Linked DNA regions of Mus musculus: regions 1, 2 and 3 are each linked to region 4. The links are chromatin contacts, called in public promoter capture Hi-C maps. All regions are on one chromosome and are shown on one strand. Each heading gives the region's core, a stretch centred on a gene start, on an enhancer-like site or on the middle of the called end of the contact. The rest is flanking DNA. Distances are from core to core; before and after follow the strand shown. Region 1 holds the start of Lrch4 (leucine-rich repeats and calponin homology (CH) domain containing 4). Region 2 holds the start of Tsc22d4 (TSC22 domain family, member 4). Region 3 holds the start of Irs3 (insulin receptor substrate 3). Region 4 holds the start of Trim56 (tripartite motif-containing 56).

What was found. Promoter capture Hi-C pulls out the DNA fragments that hold promoters and counts their contacts.
Region 1: a contact with region 4 is called in a promoter capture Hi-C map of neural stem cells. The contact joins the promoter of Lrch4 here to the promoter of Trim56 in region 4. A contact is called at or near these places in 8 of 39 promoter capture datasets (the C10 cell line, cranial neural crest, hippocampal neurons and 4 more), 2 of 484 Hi-C or Micro-C datasets (B cells and embryonic stem cells) and 5 of 115 datasets of contacts at active chromatin or transcription factors (bone marrow-derived dendritic cells, embryonic stem cells, memory CD8 T cells and 2 more).
Region 2: a contact with region 4 is called in a promoter capture Hi-C map of the HPC-7 cell line, with 2.5 times the contacts expected there. The contact joins the promoter of Tsc22d4 here to the promoter of Trim56 in region 4. A contact is called at or near these places in 16 of 39 promoter capture datasets (the 3T3-L1 cell line, the C10 cell line, the HPC-7 cell line and 9 more), 2 of 484 Hi-C or Micro-C datasets (both in embryonic stem cells), 4 of 115 datasets of contacts at active chromatin or transcription factors (acute myeloid leukemia, astrocytes, embryonic stem cells and 1 more) and 1 of 9 other capture datasets (embryonic stem cells).
Region 3: a promoter capture Hi-C map of 3T3-L1-derived adipocytes shows a contact between it and region 4, with 2.2 times the contacts expected there. The contact joins the promoter of Irs3 here to the promoter of Trim56 in region 4. A contact is called at or near these places in 19 of 39 promoter capture datasets (the 3T3-L1 cell line, 3T3-L1-derived adipocytes, the C10 cell line and 11 more), 1 of 15 datasets of contacts at CTCF or cohesin (pro-B cells), 8 of 484 Hi-C or Micro-C datasets (the G1E-ER4 cell line, the N1E-115 cell line, cardiomyocytes and 3 more), 5 of 115 datasets of contacts at active chromatin or transcription factors (acute myeloid leukemia, bone marrow-derived dendritic cells, embryonic stem cells and 2 more) and 2 of 9 other capture datasets (embryonic stem cells and pancreatic islet).

The regions. Positions count from the first base shown.
Region 1 is chr5:137,627,311-137,630,547 of GRCm38.p6, forward strand. Lrch4 (leucine-rich repeats and calponin homology (CH) domain containing 4) reads left to right here and starts at 1,813. Exons shown (of 18, transcript NM_146164.2): 1 at 1,813-2,116. The coding sequence starts at 1,897. It overlaps Gm20605 (predicted gene 20605), which reads left to right and starts at 1,813. Exons shown (of 22, transcript NR_033148.1): 1 at 1,813-2,116.
Region 2 is chr5:137,744,320-137,747,337 of GRCm38.p6, forward strand. It overlaps Tsc22d4 (TSC22 domain family, member 4), which reads left to right and starts at 1,650. Exons shown (of 5, transcript NM_023910.6): 1 at 1,650-2,095; 2 at 2,529-3,018. The coding sequence starts at 2,797.
Region 3 is chr5:137,644,132-137,647,097 of GRCm38.p6, forward strand. It overlaps Irs3 (insulin receptor substrate 3), which reads right to left and starts at 1,583. Exons shown (of 2, transcript NM_010571.3): 1 at 960-1,583; 2 at 1-613. The coding sequence starts at 1,389.
Region 4 is chr5:137,114,905-137,118,363 of GRCm38.p6, forward strand. It overlaps Trim56 (tripartite motif-containing 56), which reads right to left and starts at 1,303. Exons shown (of 3, transcript NM_201373.4): 1 at 1,208-1,303; 2 at 1-49.

The DNA.
Region 1 (3,237 bases), core at 563-3,062, 510 kb after region 4:
TGGTCTTCTGTCACTACACAAGATTTTAAGCTCTCTAATCGAGCCCTGCATGAGGGTGCACACCTATAATCCCAGCACTTGAGAGGTGGTAACAGTCAGGAGTTGTTCATGGTCACTCCTAGCTACATCACCAGTTAGAGGCCAGCTAGAACTATAGGAGACCTTGTCTCTGAAAGCCAGTCTCCCTCTTTTCCTTTAGGTCACCATGCCACCCACATTGAGAAAAAAAGACTGAAATTATGGGGCCATGTTAGCCACAGCTACAGCCACATTGGTAAGCTGTGGAGGCACCCAAGAGGGAAGGGGGATGCTTAGTGGCATGCCTCACCACAGGATTAACCTTGGAAGAGCCGAGGCGATTAAGGGTGTTGGGATGCCTGTTTTCTAATGACTAGAAGCCACACAGGGAGGTTCATTAAACGCTAACATTCTTCTAAAAGCAAATCTCAAAGGAAAAAAAAATATTCTTTTACTATTATCTCTCACATCTGGGACTCCTTCCTGTATCTCAAGAAGTTTTCTGGGGTTTTTTTGTTTGTTTGTTTGTTTGTTTGTTTGTTTTTGTTTTTAAAAAAGGTTAGTTTGGAGTTATGTAGTCCAGGCTTGCCTGGAATTGACCTCGAAGTCCCGATCCTTCTGCCTCCTCTTTTTAAGAACTGTCACGACAGGCTCATGCCACCACACCCAGCTTCAAATAAGAGGTTTCCAATAGACAAAGTCTGTTATGAAAGTATGTGTGGGGGAGTTCTACTGGAGGTCTGAGATTTGTCCAGCTTCCCTTTCCTCATTTATAAAAAACCCGAGGTCTTAGCCGGGCGGTGATGATGCACGCCTTTAGTCCCAGCATTCGGGAGACACAGGCAGGAGGAGCTCTTGAGTTCAAGGCCAGCCTGGTCTACAGAGCAAGTTTCAGAACAGCCAGGGCTACACGGAGAAATAAATCCTGTCTCGGAAAAGCAACAAACAAAAAACCCCCAAAGATCTTGTTCTAGAGGCCATGAGATCCTTCGTAGTCTCTAAAGTTTGGTCTGGCCATCACAAGTCTTCTCCAGGGGGACTTTGGCAGGTCTGACGACTTTCCCTCTCTGAACTGGAAACCCCCTCACCGGTCATCCCCAGCATTCCCATTAGGGACTCAAGACTGCGCAGGAGGAAATGGTCCCTTCTGTTGAGACAACAGCCTGAGTGCTGAGTGGGGCATCCCTCGCCCTTCCTCACTTCTCGGATGCTGGTTTGCTCCCCAGTAAGCACAGCTAGTACCCAACCCTAACCCTGCACTGTCAGGCCGCCCAGCGCGCGCCTTTTACGATCTTTACCTGCGTCTCAAAAATTCTAGCTCACCCACCTCCTTCTGTCTAGCGAATGGAGCACCTCCTAGCCCATGCTATTGGTAGGCAGAACCGTCCCTCAGAGAAGAGGCCGGGACAGGTTCCTTTTGTAGGTTCTAATTGGTCTTCTTCACAGTCACTCGCCTGAATCTAGATTGCAATTGGTCTTGGTTGAAAAAGCAGGTTTGTGGTCTCTGGGTCTCTAATACCCTAAAGTTGAGACCTGTAGTCCCCGCCTCCTGGGCGGGTCTCATTGGCTCCATCTCCAGCCTCGAGAGTTGTGATTGGATGTCGCTGCGCGGGGCGGGCCGACCAGGAACCGCGGCCGTTGGCGGGGTGCTCCTCTTCACCCCTCCCTTCCCTCAGTGTAATCTAGAATTGAGAGGCTCCACCCCCTGCCGTTTTCTGATTGGGCACTTCTAACGCGTCTCTGGTTCATGATTGGTCCGCGGAGTTCCTGACCCTCGCTTCCTCCCTTCAGTGGGGACTACGGCGGCTCCGAGGAGGGGGAAGGGCGAGAAGGGCCGGCCGGTGCCGTCAGTCAGGCAGGGGGAGCCGCCGAGAGCGGATGGCGGCAGCAGTAGCGGGCCCACTCGCCGCCGGGGGTGAGGAAGCTGCAGCTTCAGTGTCCTTGCCAGGGTCTCCTGGTCTACCTGGGAGCCGTAGCGCAGAACGAGCCCTAGAGGAGGCTGTGGCCACCGGGACCCTGAACTTGTCCAACCGGCGTTTGAAGCACTTCCCCCGGGGCGCGGCCCGCAGTTACGACTTGTCAGACATCACCCAGGCTGGTGAGTTGCGCTGGTGCCCAGAGAGCAGGGGACCCATACTGGACTGCGACCCTCATTTGCATAGCCCCGCCTCGCGTTCGATTGGGCCCACCCCTTCACCTGGCAGTCTTGAACGCTCGCCCCTTGGGATTGGCATTGAGCCCGCGACCTCCCCTCCCCTGTGTAAGAACCACTGGACAATGAGTTCGCTTCAAGAGTGCACAGAACACTTTTGGCCGAGCTCTAGGAGACTCTTCCCCTTTATTTGCATATTGCGCACCTGTAGCATGGTCCCGCCCCTCACCTGGTTGGCTTCTTCAACCCTAGATCTGATCAACCCTTAAAGCAAACTTCCATGTAGAATCTATCATTAATCGCTACATTTTCACCCTTTTAGTCGTTTCCAACGTCTTTCTCACCCGTCCACCACAATCCCAACAAGCCCCGTTATCTCTTTCCTAAAGGGTCGCTCCTAACAACCCGACGTTTCTGCTTGCTTTTCCGTAGTCTCCCCAAGTCCCAGCCCCTCTCCGCCGTCCACCCCAGCCTATCTATGTGAAAGAAGTGAATCTCTCGCCCTTAACTTTCCACCCATTATCCCCCTATCCCCTTTCTCTTCTTCCTGGTTTTATGAGGTCACTGTGGAGTTTGTGATCTCATAGGAACCCTACAATTCTGCTTTCCCCTTAGGGGAGAAACTTGAGGCAGCTTGCTGAAAGGAAGGACATTGTATCTCTTAGCTAGGAGTGCTGACCTCCTGGAGACTCTCCAGTCCCTGCCCTCAGGACCCCTCTAATCATGTCCACCCCACCCTGGTGTGTGTGTGTTTGGGATCCCACTAATCATGGACACTCTACCCTTGGGTCTGCTATGGCCAGGCACTGGGGACTGTACTATGACAGGTGAGTCAGGCTGCTTAGGAGGCAGCCTATGAACTTGGGCTGGCAGCTGAGGGCGGGGAATCACAACAGAGGGCTACATTCCGGGAGCCCCACCCCAGTCTGGGCTGGAGTGTTAGGGCCCCTTCTGCTCCTCTCATCTGGTCCAGGGCTGGATCAAGCTGGATCAAAGAACACATTGCTCCAGTAGGTTCCTGCCCACCTGCAATTGTACCAGGCTGGCTGGGGCACAATCTCCTCTTA
Region 2 (3,018 bases), core at 400-2,899, 630 kb after region 4:
AATTAATTAGAACCTATTTCCTTCCAAACCCATGAGTGACACCAGATGCTGCCTTTAGATCCTGCTTTGGCTGAAAGATTCTTGCCCAGAATGCCAGTATGGGTGCCAAGAAAGAAAAATGGCAGTTGGGAGTTCGCTTTTTTTCTTGCCAGTTGCAGAATAGACCCTTTATGTGTGTGCAGATTCTCCTTCATAATGATGAAGGGATAATATGGGACAGGTGGGAGAGGGCTGGAGATGGGAAAGAGCTGGTCTGTAGCCAGCTGGGATTGGTTCTCAGGTATACGCACGGGGTAGTTGTGTGGACATGGGTGTGTGTCCAAGCACTTGGGGAAGCAGAAGTGAGCAACTTCATCTTCCCATCTACCTAAGTGTTTATATGAGGGACAAAGATGAGAAGGTAGCAATGCCTGTTCTGGGCTGAGGAGTGGCTCAGCAGGTAAAAGTTCTTGCTACTCAAGCATGAGGACCTGAGTTCAAATCTTCAGTAGCCACATGAGAAGCCAGGCATAACCATGTGTGCCTATAACCTCAGTGTTGTGGAGAATAGATGTAGAATTATTGGGGCTTGCTGGATGCCTACCAAGCTATGCATTCAATGAGAGACCCTGAGTAGGACACCCAGTGTGGTCCTGTGGCTAACAAACACACACAAGTGTGTGCAACTACTCATTCATGTGCACACACACGCCACACACATGTCTACCCTACCACCAACAGCCTTCTTGGATAGTTTGCTTTCTCCAATTTTCCCTTTTTAAGAGAGGGAAACACCGTATCAGAGATTTGATTTCATATACTGGAGCAGGAGCAGGATAGACAGGATGGCTCAGTGGGTAAAGGGCCTTACCACCAAACCGGATGGTTGGCACTATTCCATCCTTGGACCCACATAGTGGAAGAGAAAACTGACTCCTTCAAGTTGACCTCCAGATCTACACATACATACATTCACAGTAAAAAAAAAAAAAAAAAAAAAAAAAAAAAAAAAAAATTCAAATATTGCAGCAAAATCCGAGAAAAGATATTGGAGGAATAAAACACGTTTGGGTACAGCTGATACTTGTTACAAGTCCATGATGGCGTGTATGGGCGTTCATTCTCCTAGTTCCTCTACTTTAGGGCATGTTTGAAAATTTTCATAGCCGCTCGCTTTTGAAAACAGAGTGGGGAAAGGAGTTTCTCGTGAATTTACGGTGAAAACCAGAGACGCTGTGACAAATCACAGCCAGTGGGTCACATTGACTATGTATTTATGGACAGTCAGGTACCCAGAACATGTCTGGCACGTTCCTTGAGACTCTTTTGGAGAACCTGCAAAAGCCTACAAGTAAGGGAATCCCTGGCCTCCCGCAGGCTCCTCCTCTTTTTCTCCGCCCTCATGCCCCTCCCTCCGAGGAAGAGTTGCCTGGAACCTGGCAGGTGTAGGGTTAAAGCAACCAGTTTGGGACCCGCAGCGGCAGAAGCTGCAGCAGCAACAGCAGCAGCTACAGCAGCAACTGTAGGCTGCGGCTGCGGCTGCGGCTGTGGCAGGCCTGGCTCCGGGCCAGCTGGCAGGGAGCCTTAGGAGGGAGGAGGGAGGAGGGAGGAGGAAGAGGGGAAGGAGGAGGAGAGGAGCAGTGAGCAGGCCCGAGAAGGCAGGACTTCCTGGTGTGGGGGTTGTCAACAGCCCAGAAAGAGAGCCAGAGACCCAGACCGAGACGGAGCGGAGCTGAGGAGCTGAGAGATACATCCAGTGGGGCCACGTGGGAGGAGCCTTGAGAGAGAGCCACTCAAGGGACTGGAGCCAGCGGGGGGCTGAGCCGCCCCCTCCCACAGCAACAGGGAAGACCCGTGGAGTGTTAACCGAGGCTGCGCCTGGGCTCCCCCGTGGAAGCGCTGGTTTCTTCTCGTCTCAACTGCAAACTTTCCACCGAGATGCCTCGCAGAGTGAGATGCGGACGCCAGAGAACACTGGGTAGCCCTTGATTGCTGCCTGCCGTGGCCTGCTCTAGGCCGCCTTAGGATTTAAAAAAAAAAGAGAGAGAGAGAGAGAGAGAGATCTTAGTCCCCCAGGTCTTCTCTCCAGCTCAGCTCGGTGGCCGAGGCCCGAGAGGTAGGTAGTTCTCCCGGGCTGGGCGGGGCGCTTGGCTTGGCGGGCAGTGCCTAACCAGCGATGGGGGAACTGGAATGGGGGTGGGGTGGGCTTGAGGCCCGGCAGAGGCCTCAGGGTGGCCCTTTCAGGGGAGGAGCCGATTCACCCCTGTGCCCCTGGCCATGGAGATACGTGTTGGGGACGAGTTTGGATCTCAAGCATGAAATGTCCAACTTTGGGTCCCAGCTGCTTCTTCCTGTTGTGGGTGTTCTGAATTCTGTCCCCTCTGCTCCGGTCTGTCATTTCTACTTGTCTCTGGGTCTCTAGTGGCTTTCTTCTTCCTCCCTCCAGTCGGCTCCCCCGAGAGGAAGCCCCGGAGGTGGTTTGGCCCCTGCTTTTTCTTTTGCTCACGTACACACACTCTCGCTCACTTTCTGTCTCTTTCTTTTTCCAGTTTGCAAGCTCAGCTTTGGGGTTTCAGCGGCGACAGCAGCAGGAAAAACCTGCCCCTGCCCCCCCCTCCTGCCACCTCCCCTCTGTACTCCAGTCACTAACCAGGCACCCCCAAGTTCCCACAAGGCCCTCCTGCCATGTCGGACCCAGACGTCCCCAGGGGCCCCGATGTCCCTGCCATGTGGCCCCCTTGTTCCAGAGGTGCCTGAGCCCCTCTCCAGGAGCCCAGCCCCTCCCCCACCCGAGCCCAGTCCGGAGCCCCAGGGACCATGAGTGGTGGTAAGAAGAAAAGTAGTTTTCAGATCACCAGCGTCACCACGGACTATGAGGGCCCAGGAAGCCCAGGGGCTTCGGATTCCCCTGTCCCACCGGCTCTCGCTGGGCCCCCGCCCCGCCTCCCCAATGGGGACCCCAACCCTGATCCAGGGGGCAGGGGCACCCCCCGGAATGGCTCTCCGCCACCTGGAGCCCCTGCCTCCCGTTTCCGGGTG
Region 3 (2,966 bases), core at 333-2,832, 530 kb after region 4:
TTCCTGACTCCCATGGTGATGTAGTTCCCGCCCAGATCTAGTCCCTTGTAGGAGTGTGTTGACCCCATCCTTTCCAGGGGCTTGAAGTAGTCCTGCTTTGCTCGCTCACTGGGGCTTCTTGCTTGTGCTGCCGATGCAGGGATTTCATATGGTGTCGGGGTAGGAGCTGCAGGAACACTCTTTGGAGGATTTCCCTGTGGCGGTGGCTCAGCTTTGCCAGCTGCATTGCTCCCCAGCCGCTTCATGGCAGCCAGGACTGTCTCATGAATGCTTTGGGCCACCACTGCATCAGGAGCCTGCAGCCAGAGCTCACCAGGACCAATGGGCGCTGAGCGCCCGAGTTCCAGGAAGAAAAAAGAGTCTGCGTGGCCACAGCGGCGCACACTGAGCAAGGACAAGCGCAGGACTGGTGGTGGCGTTGCCCGGCTGTCTCTGGAACCTTTGCTTCCAGGCTTTCGCAGGAGGCTCAGGGCCCCAGAACCCAGGCACAGGCGATAGCTGCCGCTGCTCAGGCCTTGTGCTCTCCCCAGCCCCTTGGACCGCAGTGTCACAGGCCAGACGTCCTGGAATGGGGCGAAGATCCAAGACTCAGGGGCCTCTTGGGGACTGAAACCTGGAGAGAATTGGCAAGTCACCGGGAGGCAGGGGTTGGGGTCACCGGGTCCCAGGTGACCAAGACGTTTTATACGTCTTTTTTTTTTTTTTTTTTTTAGCTTAAGATTTGAACCTCAGGCCGGGCGTGGTGGCGCACACCTTTAATTCCAGCACTTGGGAGGCGAATTTCTGAGTTCGAGGCCAGCCTGGTCTACAGAGTGAGTTCCAGGACAGCCAGGGCTACACAGAGAAACCCTGTCTCGAAAATAAAAAAGATTTAAACCTCAGTTGATCTGAGGGAAATGGGTTCAAGATAAACTAAGTCGGCAACCCCCTGACCTCCCCGTCGCTCACCCAAGGCTCACCCATAGCAGTAGCAGCAGCGGCTGCGGCGGTGGCGCGCACCTCGAGCAGGGCGCTGTACCATGCTTGCTGCTCTGCTTCGCTGGCCGCCGCCACGCCCAGGCTGCTGTCGCTGGTATAGATGACGATCAGGTGGCGCTGACGGGCATCCGCGCGCTTGCTAATAGTGCAGGCACCCTCCAGGCTAACGGTACGCCGGGGTCTAGGTGGGCGGCAGCCGCTGGCCAAGAACTTCTTCTCGCTCTCGTAGCACTCCAGGCGTGGTGGGTCAGCGCGCAGCACGAAAAAGCGGCGGCGCTGGGACTTCTGCTTCCTCAGATGGCCACAGAGCCGCACGTCGGGCAGGCAGGGCCAAGGAAACGGTGAGCCGAGGGACACGTCGGTGCACTCGCCCCCGGAGGAGACTGTGGGGCCCGTACCTGCAGGCTTCATTTCCAGCCAAAGACAGTAAACTGTCCCCAGAAGGACTGATTTGAATGGGTCTGGCCCCCTGAGCTACCACCCGCTTGGAACAAGTAGCCCTGGGAAACTGCAGCCGGCCTAGCTGCCCTGCATCTCTCCACGCCCTCTCCTGACTTGGAGTGAACAAGGAGCCTGTACACAGGAGTGCGTGTGTCCCAGTGGCCAGTGACACCAGGACTCCTAGGTCTAAGGGAGGCTGACCTAGCTGGGTCAGCCTCCTTGTTGGAATCTCCACCCCTTCAAGTTAACCCTCCCACGCCCGAGTGCAGGAATTTGAGTTTAGGATTCATAGGCTAGAGTAGGAGCCCTGCACCGCTGGGACCAAACTTTCACAGGGGCGGGGAGTGAGGGGGGGCATCTCTACCAATCAGCTGACTGGATGTGGGGGTGGAGGAGTACCGCCAGAGGCAGCCCGGGGCAATCTCGAAAGCCAGAAAGCCAGGGTGCAGAAGAAGCGGCTGTGGTTAGCAGTGATGGCACTAGTAATTAGAAGAGTGGCCTGGCCTAGCGGGCCATCCTGATAGCGGCAGTTCTCCAGGGAGGAGCCTCCGAACTGAGCCTCTAGTTGTATAGGTCCTCAGTGTTCTTTCCTTTCCTACCCAGAGATGATCTTTGTGTCTTTGCTTCTGAGCTATCTGAGTTTGGGTTGATGGATACCCCAGGATAGGAAAACCAAACTAGATTGGTCTCTGGTAACCAACCGCACCCCCACCCTCTCCAGATTCCCACGCATGCAAATGTCCACTGAAGGATGTGTGAAAGAGGACTTAGTCTCTCAGAGACACCTTCCTCAAAGTGCCCCTGACCACCAGCCAAATGCCAACTTGAACCTGATGGTGGCTGTGGTCACAGGAGCTGGGATCCTGTGGCAGACGTCCTGGTGAGCCCGTGTATCCTGAGAGGTTTGGGTGGGGCTGGAGATCATAGGCCACAAATGCACATGCTTATTGGAGGCTGGAAGACAACCTCTCGTATTCCTCAAGAGCGATCCCTCTTGTTTTTGAGACAGGCTCACTAGAACTTGTCTAGTAGGTTCGATTTGCAGGCCTGGAAGGCCTCAGGCCTATCATATGTCTGACTCCACTTCCCCTGCCTGAGGTTACAGTGCATGCTACCACACCCAGCTTGGAAAATAGTACGTGTGTTGTACAGGCTGTCCCCTGCATGTGGTCAGAGGTCAGCTTTTGGAAGTGGGTCCTCACCTTCTACCTTTTTTTGTTTGTTTGTTTTTGTTTTTTCGAGACAGGGTTTCTCTGTATCGCCCTGGCTGTCCTGGAACTCACTTTGTAGACCAGGCTGGCCTCGAACTCAGAAATCCGCCTGCCTCTGCCCCCCAAGTGCTGGGATCAAAGGCGTGCACCACCATGCCCGGCTAGCCTTCCACCTTTTTGAAGCAGGGACTCTCTCTGCTGCCGCACTGTGTACCCCAGGCATTTAAAGATAGTAGTGGCCATTATTTTTTTAGGCAGGGTTTCTCTGTAGCTCTGGCTGTCCTGGGACTCAGAGAGCTGCCTGCCTCTGCCTTCCGAGTCGTGTCCTGTTGTAGT
Region 4 (3,459 bases), core at 53-2,552:
TAGGAAGTGCTGAGCCTGTGGGAAAGATGAGACCAGGTAGCCCCCAGGCCTCAGAGATAGAATACTCTAATTAGTAACATACCAGGTCAAGGGCCAAAGGTAGGTGTAGCCCAAGCCCTTCCCGTCTCATGTAGCCCAGGCTGGCCTCAAACTTGGCCAAGTAGCCCAGGATGACCTTGACCTTCTGAACTTCCTGCCTCCACTTCCGGAGCCCTGGGAAGTTTATGTAGCACTGGAGAAGCAACCTAGGGCTTCTTGTGAGCTAGGCAGCCCTGCTCCTGGGTCTAGCTCCAAGCTTGTGCTCCTCCTGCCTCAGTCTCCTGCGTGCTCACATCACAGGCAAGCACCACCACGTTCACCTTGCCATGGGTCCTGTTATCAGTGGGTGCTAGGACTCAAGGGGCAGCCAGGAAGGACACACAGGTCAGGGGCATGCGAGCACTGTGCTTTTCGATGTTGGACAGGGTCCCGCAGTCTTTGTCCATCCATCTGTCTGGGAGGGTGTCCTGGGAGGGTGGAAGGGGCCCTACTTCCTGCCCCATCTAGCTTTGAAAATAACAACAGATCAAGATGAAGGCTCAGGGAGAAAAAGTTCATCTCCTTCCTTTTCCTGGACCTGGGGGTCATGTAGATCTGGCCTGACTCCTGGAGTCCTCTAATTTTACCATTCCTACCAAACTCATTCTAGAATCCCCTGGAGGGAAGGTACTGTAAGTCCCCAGCACGGTGGCGACTTAATAAAGAAAGCTGGAGCCCGAGACAGGAAGCTTGCCACAAATTTGAGGCTAGCCTGGGTTTAAAAGTGAGTTTCAGGACAGCCTGGGGCTACAATAGTGAGTTCTGGTTGAGCTTGCCCTACAGAGAGATCTAGCCTTGAGAGAGAGAATGAGAGCGATCACTTTTCTTTTTCCCCAGTGTTGGGAGGAAAAAAAAACAAACAAACTCGGAGTGGGGGGTGGGGGTGCGGTTGTCTACACTCAGTGAGTGTAGGATTCAGGACACAAGGTGGGAGGTGGGAGGCTGAGGGACAGGGCCTGGCTCCAAGCTTGTCCTCCCAAGCTTCTCAGGTCCCCTCTGCCCTCTCTCCCCTCCCTTCCTTTCCCTCTCCCGGGCTTTCTCACTTCCCCTTTCCTCCCTCCCCTCCCCCCAGGCTAGTCTTTCTGGGTGCTGGCTCTTAACCCCATCCGCCTTCCCGGGCTCTCCTTACCCAGCCACAGCTGATCCTGGACTCTCCCAGCAGGACCGGGGAGCCCCGAAATCCCGCTACCGCCAGCAGTTGACTACCTGCAAGAGAAACAAAACTGAAAGTAATCGTACTGTGGTGGTGCAACTTCCGTCCCCGGCCCGGGACAACTACTCTGGGGCGCAAGCCCCGCCTTCCTCACCACTCCACCCTGGAACCCTCCCTCCCCTCTGGCCGGGGCAATAAGGCCAGACCCGACTCCAGCAGGAAGGTCTGGGGGCTACAGGTTAGGGCGACTGGTAGCCCCAGGCTCAAGCTGTCAGCTTGTGTGTGTGTTGCAAACAAGACACTGCCCCAGAATCTATTCTCTGAGCATGTTTATCGGGTCAGGATGTTTATGTGTGGCAAGGAATGACAGATGAGCGATTGGGCCAGTGGGCGAGGCTCCTCGTGGGTCCTTTGCTAACCGTTGAAGCTGTGAGCCCCAGATAAGAACATTTCCAGAGCTTAGCGCAGTCTTTCTGGAGGAGGCTGTCTAGAGATGTGTTTGAGGAGGTCTCGGAGCATTTGGGGGCTTTCCCGGGGCAAGAGCGTTCTGAGAGCAACAGGTGTGCAGGGACAGAGAAATGACATCCGAAATCCTCAGCCTTCGGTGGTGGGCCACAGCTGTAATCCCTGCGCTGGGAGCTGGAGGCAGGAAGACCAGAGGTTCCATGCTAGCTAGCCTCAGATACTTGGCAAGTTTAAGGCCTGTGAAGCTTGAAAGAATCACAGGGGACCGTGTGAACCGTGGAAGACAACAGACGTTGTAGAGGGAGGAATTGACTAACATTGTTGGATGCCACAAACCAGGTAGTCAATCAAAATGAGGACAGGAAGTCATTGGGGTGGTAGCAGACCTAACATGGTTCACCTTGTCGATCTCCCTACCCTTTTATTCTCTCCCCCAAATTTTTGCTTCATGCTGGTGTAAAAGCAACATATTCAGAAAAAAAAATGTACTTTGGGTGTTTTTTTTTTCTTATGTATATATTTAGACAAAGTCTCGTTATTTAGCCCAGGCTAGCTTCAAGATCCTTCTGCCCCAGCCTCTTGAGTGTTGGTATTTCAGGTGTGTACCACCACCTCCATCTTTGGAAATTTTTTTTTTTTTTTTTTTTTTTTTAGCCTAGAAAAAAAAGTACAATTCCAAGGGGAAGGCCTGGAAAAACCAGACAGCACAGAAAGACAAGAGAGATTAAGGTTGCACTGGGGTGGACTCACCCCCATATGGCTCAATGGCTTACAGTGGTAGAAAGCTCGCCTGGTATGCCCGAGGCCCTGGATTACACCCACAGCACCTAATAAACTAGGCATAACCCCAGCACTTGGGAGGCAGAGGCTGGAAGATCTGGAGTTTGAGGTCATCTTCAACATATAGCGAGTTCCAGCCAGCCTGAGACATGTGAGACCTTGTTTCAACAAACAGAAAAGGATGTGGGCTTTGGAACAGGGGACACCAGAGTCCCTCGCTCTCAAGCCTGGTAACACCTCTTGCCAGCGGAAAAGCAGGAATTCCAGCAGAGTGAATTCCTTTGCTGTGAAGGTTGCCGACTTGAGAGATTCCAAATAACAGCATTAAAATAGCTCTGATGGCAAGATGGCTCAGCGAATAACGGTGCCTGCCACCAAACCTGAGGACCAGCGTCAGTTCCCAGAACCCACCTGGCAGGAGGGGATTGACTCCACAAGCTGTTCCCAAACTCCACATCCAGCCCATGGAGCTTGTGTGCCCCCCCCCCACACACATGTTCATAATCAAGTTAAACGTTTAAAACGTGTTAAGATAGCAATGGACCAGGCTTGAGGCTTAAAAAATAAGATCCAGCCGGGCGTGGTCGCACACGCCTTTAATCCCAGCACTCAGGAGGCAGAGGCAGGCGAATTTCTGAGTTCGAGGCCAGCCTGATCTACAGAGTGAGTTCCAGGACAGCCAGGGCTACACAGAGAAACCCTGTTTGGAAAAACCAAAAACCAAAACCAAAACCAAAACCAAAAAAAAAAAAAAAAAAAAAAAAACCAAAAAACCAACCAAACAAAAAAAAAACCCAAAACCAAAACCAAAAACCAAAAAGATCCAGTGCAGCCTGCTCTCCCAGCCTGCCTGTGATTTTCAGGGGCCATAGCAGACCCTTGTGCTATAAAGTACATTTTAATCCCTTGTGCAAGCCTTGTGAGCCATAGTTTTACCGTGTCAGCTTGACTACCACAGCACTCCCAACAATCTCATTTACAAA